Linked DNA regions of Mus musculus: regions 1 and 3 are each linked to region 2. Evidence: chromatin contacts called from public promoter capture Hi-C data. All regions are on one chromosome and are shown on one strand. Each heading gives the region's core, a stretch centred on a gene start, on an enhancer-like site or on the middle of the called end of the contact. The rest is flanking DNA. Distances are from core to core; before and after follow the strand shown. Region 1 holds the start of Tgm5 (transglutaminase 5). Region 2 holds the start of Ell3 (elongation factor RNA polymerase II-like 3). Region 3 overlaps Ubr1 (ubiquitin protein ligase E3 component n-recognin 1).

Region 1 (3,734 bases), core at 1,026-3,525, 360 kb before region 2:
CATTTATTTCATGTTTTAGATTTTCTCAGTAATTTATCTGGGTCCTGTCTACTATCTAACCTTTACCACACCTTGTCTTATGTTAAACCCAGCTTTGTGTCTCAAGACAGGATTTCTTTTATTGCCCAACAGCTGCTATCCATTGCTGACTTTCACTCATGTTCAGAAGAACACCCTAACCTTGCCACTAGGAAAAGAACTTGACTTTTTCTGATAATAATGAAGAAAAGAAGGAGGAGGAAGAGAAGGGTGAGGAAGAGAAGGAGAAGAAGGAGAGGAGGAGGAGAAGGAGGAGAAGAAGAAGGAGGAGGAGGAGGAAGAGGAGGAGGAGGAGAAAGAGAAGAAGGAGGAGGAGGAGGAGGAGAAGGAGGAGGAGGAGCAGGAGGAGGAGGAGCAGGAGGAGGAGCAGGAGGAGGAGGAGGAGGAGCAGGAGGAGGAGAAGGAGCAGGAGGAGGAGGAGGAGGAGGAGGAGGAGAAGGAGGAGGAGGAGGAGGAGGAGGAGGAGGAGGAAGAGGCCGGGTGGTGGCGCACGCCTTTGATCCCAGCACTCCGGAGGCAAAGGCAGGCAGATATCTGAGTTCGAGGCCAGCCTGGTCTACAAAGTGAGTTTCAGGACAGCCAGGGTTATAAAGAGAAACCCTGTCTTGAAAAAAAAGAAGAAGAGGAGCAGGAGGAGGAGCAGGAGGAGGAGCAGGAGGAGGAGCAGGAGCAGGAGCAGCTGATCCCTTAGGAGACCAGTTGACTGAGCAAAGAGCACTAACTGGCTCAGGTCTGTGCATGACTAAGGCTACCCATCAGGTAGGGCAACACCTGCCTAACAGGAAGCACTTCAAACACATCCTATTCTCTAGAGACACTACAGGCCAAGTCAACCTCCAACTATGACACATGGATGCTCTGCACCCAAACATTGTGCTTAGCTTTCATTTTCATGACCAAACAATATTCCATTATTTTGAAATACCATATTTTGCTTATCTATGTTCAAATGGTATGTTCACTTTTGATTAGAGTACTTCTTGAAGTAAGGAGAGAAAGAAAGAAATAACAAGAAAGTAACAGGGGGTTAGGAAGAACTTACAAAGTTAGTGATCATAATAACTATCTAGAAAGACATTTCCTCACGAGTACCCAGAAGCACACATAAGAATGCTGACTGTAAAACTGCTTGTCTACCTAAAAAAAATTGGGAATAATCTAAGCATCCATTAAAAGACAACAAGATGAATAGATCATACACTGTAGAATACCATGCAAAATGGAAACTGCTGAGAGGTAGATCTAATGCTACAAGACATGCTATTAGTGAAAAAATAAGTTTATATTTATATAGTATGAGAGTATCTGGATTTGTAACATGTGTTGATCCAACTGATTGCATTCAGCACTTACATAAATGCTAATGTCTCTACCAAAGACTGGAGACAACAATGGTTATTCAAGACGAGGTTGAGGTATTTAGAACTTTACCTGCAATCATTACTTTATTTTACTCTAATCCAGTCCTCATATATTTCCTTTGTAATTGAATTTTTACATTTTACATAAAGTTAACGAAATAGTAAAATATTTATTATATTGTTTATAGTAAATAGAAGTGACCTTGTCACACTTGTAGAGTAAGTTAAAATGCATCCCTTAGAGTTGGCTTCATGTAATCATTTCATCTTCAGAGTGTTCTTCATCTAGACAAGAGAGGATGATGTAAACAGAAAAGGATGATGGGAAAAGAAAAGACAGGAGGATTCAGAGAACTTTAACATGGTCTGAACCCTGACACGGAGGCAGGAAGCACAGAAGAGACTTGGCCAGTGTGAAGAAGTTAGCTAGTGTCACAGGACAGGAATCCTAATGCCTAATGCCCTAATCCCTTGCCTTGCTCATCCACCCTATTGTGGAGGAGGCATGGTAGCATGCAGCAGTGTTTGCCTTCACCCTGCCTCCTGGTTCTCAGGGGACCAATGAATCCTGAGGGCTCTTGGCTTCCTGCCTAGATCAGCTTATTATTGTTCTTATTGTTTATCCAACCTCCTGCCCTTGATGTCTCTGGATCTTCACTGTCCCCATTTTCTACCCACCGTGTGTGGCTTCCCTACCTTGGGCCATGGTGGCTCCTTCTGGCTCCTGGGCTGCTCCCCCACAGACAGCTGGATGGATTGGAGCTTCAGGAAACTGATCCTGGAGTGGCTGCTTCCCCTTCCATGCCGAGGCTCCGAGAGACACTGGAGGTGGGGCCAGCTGCTGCACTGCCACCTCTGACAGGGCAGAGCACAACTGGTTTTCTTACTTGCCCTCTGGTTTTTCTTGGCAGTGTTGCACAGCTGAGAGGAGGTGTGGAGGCTGTGGTTCCATCAGGGCTTTTGTGCTATTGGACTTTCGATAGCTCTCGGGCAGTGGTGCTATGGTCAGGGAGCCAGGAGGAACTGGTGAACAGATGGGGCCTCCACGGGGATGGAGGGAACTGTGTTTCTGCAGGAAAGAGTGTCAGGGTCCTAGTTGTGAGACTATTACTCCCAACCAAAAGAGCCTTGGCCAGCCCTTGCACTTGAGCCCTCTGTTTCTGGAGTTTAAGCACAAACAGAAGCCACTCTGGACTGTCCTTGGTATGACTTTTTTTTTCAGGCAGTGGCACTATTTCAAGTGAGACCTTCCAGGCCCACAGTGAATCTCAAATAAAATTAGCAGAGGTGGGGCTGGAGAGGTAGTCCAGAGGTTATGAGTGTGGGCTATTTTCCCCGAGGATCTGAGCATGAGTCCCGGGATTTTCATGGTGGTGGGGGAGGCTCACACTGTATTAAGTGCCAGTTCCAGGTTATCTGGTGTCCCCCTCTCGCCTCCTGCAGGCACCAGGCATGCATGTGGCACATACATACATACATACATACATATAAAATTAAAACAGTTTTTAAATGAATGAAAAAGACAAGATAAGAATGTAGCTTCCTGATAAAGTAATCCTCCATCAATACCCAAGGCACTCAGAGAGGGGGTCATGGGGGGCTATGTTGTATTAAGGATCAGGTCAGAAAGGGCGAAGATAAAGCAGAATCCTGTGTGAGGAGTGGGCGGGATACCTACCCACTCTGCCTTTCCTGCTGTGACTTACTTCTTCCTGTGTCTCCTGATTTCTAGGTCCTCTGAGGAACGTATCCATAGGGGTCATTTTCTTTCCTGTGTTTTCAATTCTCTGTGGCTAATCAGCTTTTATAATGTACAGACACACAAATACAGTTCTCCAAGGTCATTGGTTTGCTGCTGTGCTGGGGATTGAACCCAGGGCCTCAAGCATGCTGAGTGACCACTCTACGACTGAGGCACACCTGTGGCCAACTCACTTTCTAACACATTTGCACACACATTTGCACACACCCTCAGTACTCAGCTTCCCTCAGCTCACTGGCCCTGGAGCTCCTGCCTTTCCTCCCGGTTCTGACTGCTCAGTGCTCATGTACTGCTTTGCTCTCCCCGCTTCACCTCCTCCCATCTACTTTCTGTCCCCAGTCCCCTGACACATCTCATCTACTCCCTCTGAAGGCCAGGAACCCTTTCCTGCTTTTATCTTGAGGAACCTTCTAGAACTCTGAGCATGCAGACCCTTCTCTCTTCCACTCCTTCCCTCCCGTCCCTCTCTCTTCCCTCCTCTCTCTCTCCCATCATCTCTCCTCTCTTTCATTTCTCTTTTTATTTCCCTGCCACCACCTAGTCTGTCATTTTCTTCTCATGCCCATATTGGT
Region 2 (3,458 bases), core at 345-2,844:
GCCAGTCAGTGCTACATAAGGAGCTCCCAGGCATGCCAGGATTACACAGTGAGAACCGACTCCAAAAAGAGACTAAAGTCCTTGCTTACCTTGTCCAGGCGTTTCTGGCTAGCAGGGGAAAGCAGGGACTGATCAGGCTCTCTGCTTGGAAGATAAGTGTGGTTCCTAGGATTTTTGGAAGGAATGGGAGAGGCCAAGGTGAGAGCTTATTAAAGAAATGTAAGGGTAGAGAGGAGACCCAGCCTGTCTCAGTACCTCATTTCCCATTGTGCCATGGGCTCACTGGAGGATCCTGGGAGTGACTGTTCATGGTGGCTTGCCAGTGGGTCAGACACCTGTCAGGGGAAGTTATAGGAAAACTTGGCTCCCTGGACCTGGGTGTCCCACCTTATGATGACTACCTGCTGTTTCTAGTCTCACCTCATCTGGTGCCAGCTGGGGATGGCCTTCAGGTTCGTCTCCAGTGTCCTGCCAGCTCTCAGACTCTCTGGTACCTTCAGTCAGGTGTTCCTGAGCTAACAGTGGAGCTGGGATAGTATCCATGGCTGCCCAAATAGTGAGTCGCTCTCTAAGGGAGCCCAGGCAGTGGAGACAGTTCGGCCCAGATCTTGAAAGAAGAGTGGGAAAGACAATAGAAAAATGAGTTGGAGATCTTCTGAACACTTCTTCCCATTTCCTGCAAACTTCTCTTACCTTGTCCTTACCTGCCTAAGCGTTGGTACACAAGGTCCAAGCCACCATTAGTGCCCTCTTGGCCACACTGGGATACTATGAAGGAGAAAAGGCAGGACCATCCCGGGCCTGGAAACCTTAGGTACTGGGGTAGGGAATGGTAAACCCAGTTAAGCCGGCCCCTCTTCCTCCTGTCCATGCCACTCCTCCCCAAACAATTCTAAGACTGAAGACAAATCCCCAAGGGGCTCGTTAGCACACCAGGTGCAGCTGGTTCAGAGTTCCCCCAAGAGGCTGAGACTGCACAGTCTCCTGGGACCACAGCCCCACATCTTCATAGGGTTTAGTTCTCATAACTTGCTCAGACTGTGACCTCTGGCAAGCTCCGGCCCAGAGCTCACCTTCCTGGAGCCCACGCTTACGCTCTCTCACCCCCAACCTCCCTCGCACATCCGGCCAGCACTTACCCCTCGGTGGCCTTGGAAAGCGATCACTGGCCGTACCTGCAGGAAGAGCCCAAACACCAGCTGAACACAAAGGAAGCAAAGTCCCCAGGATCGAGGAGGCTGGGGACACCTGCCTGGCCGGCTTCACTTGGAGGCGGGGGGACTGGAATCTGAAAACCCGCACAACCCCAAGTCCCTTCTCCAGCATAGCCTTGGGAGGCCAAGGTCTGGTTGGCCGGGAAGGGAAGAAGGGGCCGGGGGCCAGTCTCACCTGTTGCTGCTGACACTCTTGCAATGCCCGCAGCGCCGCCTCGTTGAGCCTTAGCATCAGGAGGCTGGTCCGAGCAGCGGGGGTGAAGAGGAGCCGCATTTTCCCACTCAGAGCTTCCTGGGTCCCCTCCATGGTGCCAAAGTCGCGCACATGCAGAACCGGGACCACAGGTGAGGGCCACCTCTGCTGTGCAAGCCTAGGCTGGCACTCCCGCCCTCCGGGTCTGTCCCGCCCTCCACCATGACCCCACCCCCGGCACCGCCCCAAAGTTTCCCTGGCCTTGTGGGCGGTACCTCACTCACCTCAGCTGCTGGCCAGAACCCAAGCGGTTTCTTCTTGATTTGGCTTGGGCAGTATTGGACACTATGAGGAGCATTCCAGGTCTAATGAGAAAGGATCTGCTTCGAGGGTCTGACCTGTCACCCAGGATGTCTTGTTCTGCCTCAGTTTTCCCAGTTTCCCCATTCTGGATTCAAAATCGTTGTCTTTAAGTAAAAGCTGAACCTGAAACCACTTGAGGGTTTCAGTCTCACAGGGGAGGGAATCGAGACTGGTTGATAGTCGGATTGAGTCATTTATGCCTCCGAGGCCCCGAAGTACCTAAGGGACCAGAGGATGGCAGACCCCAAGAGGGACCAGTGCAATCCTTTTTCTTTTTCCGCCCGAGTTGCTGCGTCTGCTGAGGCGGATCCCAATTTGGTTTCTAAAAGGGACTTGATGAGGCTGTAAGGCCAGGTGGGTGGGTGCCTCGCAGATTTGGAAGTCTGGCTATCTGGGACTGGAGCCAAGCCTATCGGTGGATGGGGGTGTGGGGCGGGCGTAGTTGTGGCAATAAATAAATAAATAAAATAATAAATCAGAGAGCAGAAAGCCGTAACTCACTCCCAGGTGTTACTATGTAGCCTAATAAACATAAGAGAAAGTGGCGAAACCACAGCTGGCTCCTTTAAAGGCACTCTCCCCTCCTCTTTGAGTCTTTTGTTTTTTCTTTTAGACAGGGTTTCATTCACTATGTAGATCACTCTTGCTGAACTCACTAGCAATTCTCCTGCCTATATTTCCCAAATGCTAGGATTACATGTGTTAGCCTCTACTCTTGACTAAAAGGTGCCTGCAAGTTTCCCAGCAGGGCTACAGATCCTATGGTTTTGAGACCCCCACCCCCACCCCACCCCACCCCACCCCCGACAAATCTCAGGCCAGTGTTTCCTGTCTTTATTTATTTGTGTTTGGTTATGTCTCTCAGACTCTCTTATCTCCTTTTTTCCTAACTGGGATCGAATAACTGGGATATATATTTTATATTAGTGTGTGTGTGTGTGTGTGTGTGTGTGTGTGTGTGTGTGTGTAATTCCAAGTGATTTTAATGCTGTTCATCTCAAAACAAATAATTTGTCTAAACCCATTGAACAATGCACTCAGAACATGTACAATATGTGTATAAGAACAATACACTCCTATATGCAGGGAAATATTCGCAGTAATGCTGATTTTTGTTTGTTTGTTTGTTGTTGTTGTTTTTCGAGACAGGGTTTCTCTGTATAGCCCTGGCTGTCCTGGAACTCACTTTGTAGACCAGGCTGGCCTTGAACTCAGAAATCCGCCTGCCTCTGCCTCCCGAGTGCTGGGATTAAAGGCATGCGCCACCACGGCCAGGCTTACTGACTTTAAAATCTTGGCAACAAGTTGCCAACAGCAACCACAGATACATTTACCTACCTATTGAGCCATTCCATTTCTGTGGAGGACAGTTTATTAACTTTATAAATAGTGGTAGCCCTCTATTTTTCTTTCTTCTTCCTTTCCTTTTCTTCTTTTCTTCTCTTTCTTCTTCATTTTAGAGTCAGGGAGCTCACTCTGTAGAACAGGCTGGCCTCAAACTCAAGGATCTGCCTGTCTCTGCCTCTCAAAAGCTGGAATTAAAGGCTTGGGTTGCCACACCTGGTTTAGCGGGTGTAATTCATAAAGATGATGGCCTGGGCTTTCTTTTCATAGATGTTAGCTGGGACCTTTTGTAGGACTTTCCTGAATTTAAACTTAAAGGAGAGACTAGGGCCTGGGGATCAAGC
Region 3 (3,863 bases), core at 1,087-3,586, 480 kb before region 2:
CCAAATTGAGATCCATCTCAAGGGGAAGGTCCAAGGCCTGACACTATTACTGATGCTATGATGTGCTTACAGACAGGAGCCTAGCATGACTGCCCTGAAAAAGGCCCAACAAGCAGCTGAACGAGTCAGATGCAGATACTTAAACCTAAACAAAGGACAAAAGCTGTGGTTGAATTAGGGAGAGGCTGGAAGAAGCTGAGGAGGGTGACCCCATAGGAAGACCAGCAGTCTCAATTAACATGGACCCCTGAGACCTCTCAGACACTGAGCTACCAACCACGCAGTATTCACTGCCCCTGACACATCTACAGCAGAGGACTGCCTGGTCTGGCCTCAGTGAAAGAAGACACACCTAACCCAGAAGGACTTGAGGCTCCAAGGAGTGGGGAGACTTGGGGGTGGGAGACATCCTCTTGGAGACAGGGAGGAGAAATGGGATAAGGACTTGTTGGGGAGTAGACTGGGAGGGGTAACAACTGGACTGTAAAAAAGATTAAAGATAATTTTTTTAAAATGGGTCTTCTAATGTACAAGTTTTTAAAATGTAACCCCACATTTTAAAAATAATAGTTTTTTATTAAATGTGAACTAATAGAGAACAGATTGGAAAGTAAAAATATCCCTTATAACCTAAAATGCTTGAGTATACATTTTCATTTTTTACTATATAAACCTTTAAAAATTCAATATAATGATACATAGTAAGAACTACTTAATACAGTATCTTCATTCACATTAATGTTCTACTACAATGACCATCTTCTTCCTTTCAGTGTTCCTAGGGGAAAAACCAAAAATATACTAACTCAGGGAGAAGATGATGAGAATGATGTAATTTGGACTTTTTCTCAGAACGTCCTCTGCACACATACAGTAAGGAAGCACGAGACCACCTGTGAGCCATACTTTCAGCCCCTAAAAGTTACAGAAACCTTTCTTAGCTTGCAGTTCACACAAAAGCCACAAGTTAGACTTTATTCAGGCTCCAATGTATTGATTGTCAATCCCAACAACAACAAAAAACAAACAAAGCAACGACAACAACAACAAGCCCTGTGCAACTAAACTTCAAAAAGATGCTAATGGAAAGGCAATATCCCCACATCTTTGTCTTTTTGAGACAGGATTTCCTACATAGCCCAGTGAGGCCTTGAGTTCTGATCCTGCCTCAGCCTCCCTGGTGCTAGAATTAAGAATTACAGGAGTCTACCACCATGCCCAGCTCTCATACCTTTTTGTTTTAATTTCTTTTTAGATTTATTATTTCACACATGGAGGTATTATACCTGCATGTGTCTTTGCATACCCATAAAGATCAGAAGAGAGCATCAGATCTCCTAGGACTGGGTTACCGATGGCTATGAGCTGTCATGTGGGTGCTGGGAATCAAACCTGCGTCTTCTTAAAGAGCAACCTGTGCTCTTAACCATTGAGCCATCTCTCCAGCCTTAACCCACAAATAAATTGGCCCAGTAACACAAGAAAAATGACCTGACCTAAATCTATCAAAGTTTTGTGGAACAACCTGAGTCCATCAATAGAAACACAGATAGTCAAAATGTGATGTTTTATAGCAGAATGTTATTCAAACTTAAAAAGGAAGGAACCTATGATATATGCTGCATTTGAACTTGAGAGTTTTATACAAGTCAAGCCAGTCACAAAAGACACTGCCTGATTTCCACACCAGGAGAGGCACTTACAGAAGTCACATTCACAGAGACAGGAAGCTTCTGATGGCTCCCAGGAGAAAAGCAAGGACAGGAGAGCCACCATTGACTACTTTGTCTTCACAAAGTGAAATGAAGTATGGAGCTGGACCGTGGACATGGGTTCACAGAATGAGCTTTGAAAACTTACCACCCAGCTGCACACACACACTTAAAAATGGTTCAGATAATACATTTTATATGCCTTTTACAAAAACAGAAATTGGACAGGAGGATGTCTTTCAAATTAAAAGCACAAATTCTTCAACCTCAAACAATCTTTCTCTACAGATAAAGTCTCAGACATGCCTTTTTTTTATATGCACATGAATAAAACACACATGTAAATAAGTAAAATAAATGTAAAAATTTTTAAGAAAATAAAAAAAGTATGAAACTGAACGAGGTGTTTGACGCCTGTAATTCTAGCACCTGAGAAGCTGAGCAGGAGGACTGCCATGAGTTCAAGATCAGCCTGAGTATACAGTACAGACGCTGAGTTCTGTTCTCAGCATCACATATTACGTTTGTCTAAACCAATGCTACTCAGCCTCCTAGCACTGTGACCCTTTAGTACAGTTCCTCACATTGTGGTGACTCACAACAATATAATTATTTTCCTTGCTACTTCATAACTGTATTTGCTACTGTTATGAATCATAATGTAAACATCTGTGTTTTCTACAGTCTTGGGTAACCTCACAAAGGGGTGGAGACCCACAGATTGAGAAACACTGGTCTAAAGCAACATTGTATTGAACATGAAAAATACACAAACAGAGGACCAAGGAAAACCTTCAGTGGCAGAAGAGTCCAAGACAGTATTTGGGAACAATAAAGAAACAAAGCTTCAGCTCGTTTTACAGAATGACAACCTGACTCAGAAACACACAAAACATACACACAAATATTATAGCATTTAAAAAGTATTAGCGCTGGGAATATAGCTCAGTGGTACAGCACTTGCCTAGCATGTATGAAGTCTAAGTTCAGTTCTCATTACTTTAAAACTGTATTTATTGGACTAGGTTATAGCATGATGATAGAGTTCTTGCCTGACAAGTGTGTACAAAGCACACTAGCTTCAAACTCCAGCACTGCGAGATAACACACAAGGACTGAGAATGTAGCTCCATTAGAGTGTTTGCCAACCTCTCGTACGGCTCCAAGTCCAACCCCAGCACAGATAAAATCAGGTATTCACCTACACAATATACCAAAAAGTATCTAGGAAAACTGGATAATATAAAATATAAATAAAATTTTCGGTTGGCTTTTGCCCCACCTAGAGATGGAGTCTGCCCTTGCCCCTTTCTCCTCTACCCCTTTCTCTGGCACATTACATATTCCTCCTACCTATGGTTAACAGAATAGCTGTGCTTCTTTCTCTTATAAAGTATTCCTTGTCTGAGAATCTACACAAGGTAGAAGTCATTTACAAAGTTTAACAAGGAAATGAATAATTCTAACCTGGAATCCAGACAGAGGGAATTTCAATACTATTAAGGCTCCCTATGTGACCAACTATAAAAATGTTCCATTTTCTGTGTACTTTCCTTTGAGGAGAGTACTTTAGGCTTATAGACATTCTTTTCTTTGTTATTCAAAAGCCTCTTTGTCTATATATGTAGTCTGTGTTAGCCTAGAACTTTCAAGTTTACAAAAGATATGGACTATGTAACTTCGAAATGTTATTTACATTTTACACAGTACTTGAGGCATATTAAATATACAAAGAGAAACATGAATCTTCATATCTATCTGAGCCCAGAATACAGAACCAGCACTATTATGTGAGAAATACATTTTAGCTCTAATAACAAAACTATCTAATAATTCAACAGAAAAGGAAAAGTCTCAACCCCATTATTAATTAAGAGAGCACAAGAAGAACTAAGTCTGTAGACTGATGCATTGTCTACCATGCTCAGGAGTTTCCTGAGAACTGATAATTTTATAACAACTTACAGAGGGTCAAATCTTCCAAGAATGTAGGAAAATGGAACTCACATATACAGTTTAAGAATCTCAATTGGTATAATCACATCATACATTATCTAAGTATAATTAAAGATACACATCAGAGCTATTTAGCAAGAAATAAAACAGCTCAAAAACTTGGACTAGGTGGTCATGAGATTCCCACTAAGTGGT

Evidence for each region. Promoter capture Hi-C pulls out the DNA fragments that hold promoters and counts their contacts. Capture Hi-C pulls out chosen DNA fragments and counts their contacts.
Region 1: a contact with region 2 is called in a promoter capture Hi-C map of pancreatic islet. The contact joins the promoter of Tgm5 here to the promoter of Ell3 in region 2. A contact is called at or near these places in 1 of 39 promoter capture datasets (neural stem cells), 1 of 115 datasets of contacts at active chromatin or transcription factors (pancreatic cancer cells) and 1 of 9 other capture datasets (pancreatic islet).
Region 3: a contact with region 2 is called in a promoter capture Hi-C map of fetal liver, with 4 times the contacts expected there. The contact joins the enhancer-like site here to the promoter of Ell3 in region 2. A contact is called at or near these places in 7 of 39 promoter capture datasets (the C10 cell line, HPC-7-derived erythroid cells, cranial neural crest and 3 more), 1 of 484 Hi-C or Micro-C datasets (B cells), 3 of 115 datasets of contacts at active chromatin or transcription factors (bone marrow-derived macrophages, large pre-B cells and pancreatic cancer cells) and 1 of 9 other capture datasets (liver).

Annotation. Positions count from the first base shown.
Region 1 is chr2:121,083,566-121,087,299 of GRCm38.p6, forward strand. Tgm5 (transglutaminase 5) reads right to left here and starts at 2,276. Exons shown (of 13, transcript NM_028799.3): 1 at 2,097-2,276. The coding sequence starts at 2,106.
Region 2 is chr2:121,441,007-121,444,464 of GRCm38.p6, forward strand. It overlaps Ell3 (elongation factor RNA polymerase II-like 3), which reads right to left and starts at 1,595. Exons shown (of 11, transcript NM_145973.2): 1 at 1,390-1,595; 2 at 1,140-1,175; 3 at 705-817; 4 at 421-607; 5 at 256-335; 6 at 90-165. The coding sequence starts at 1,521.
Region 3 is chr2:120,957,200-120,961,062 of GRCm38.p6, forward strand. The region is part of intron 3 of Ubr1 (ubiquitin protein ligase E3 component n-recognin 1); the gene reads right to left. Among named protein-coding and RNA genes, the nearest start is that of Ubr1, 12 kb to the right of the region's middle. Within about 2 kb of position 2,337, at least 22 of the 459 cell types and tissues checked have an H3K27ac peak or open chromatin away from gene starts, as enhancers often do. A contact at or near this core is called in bone marrow-derived macrophages, where this site is marked.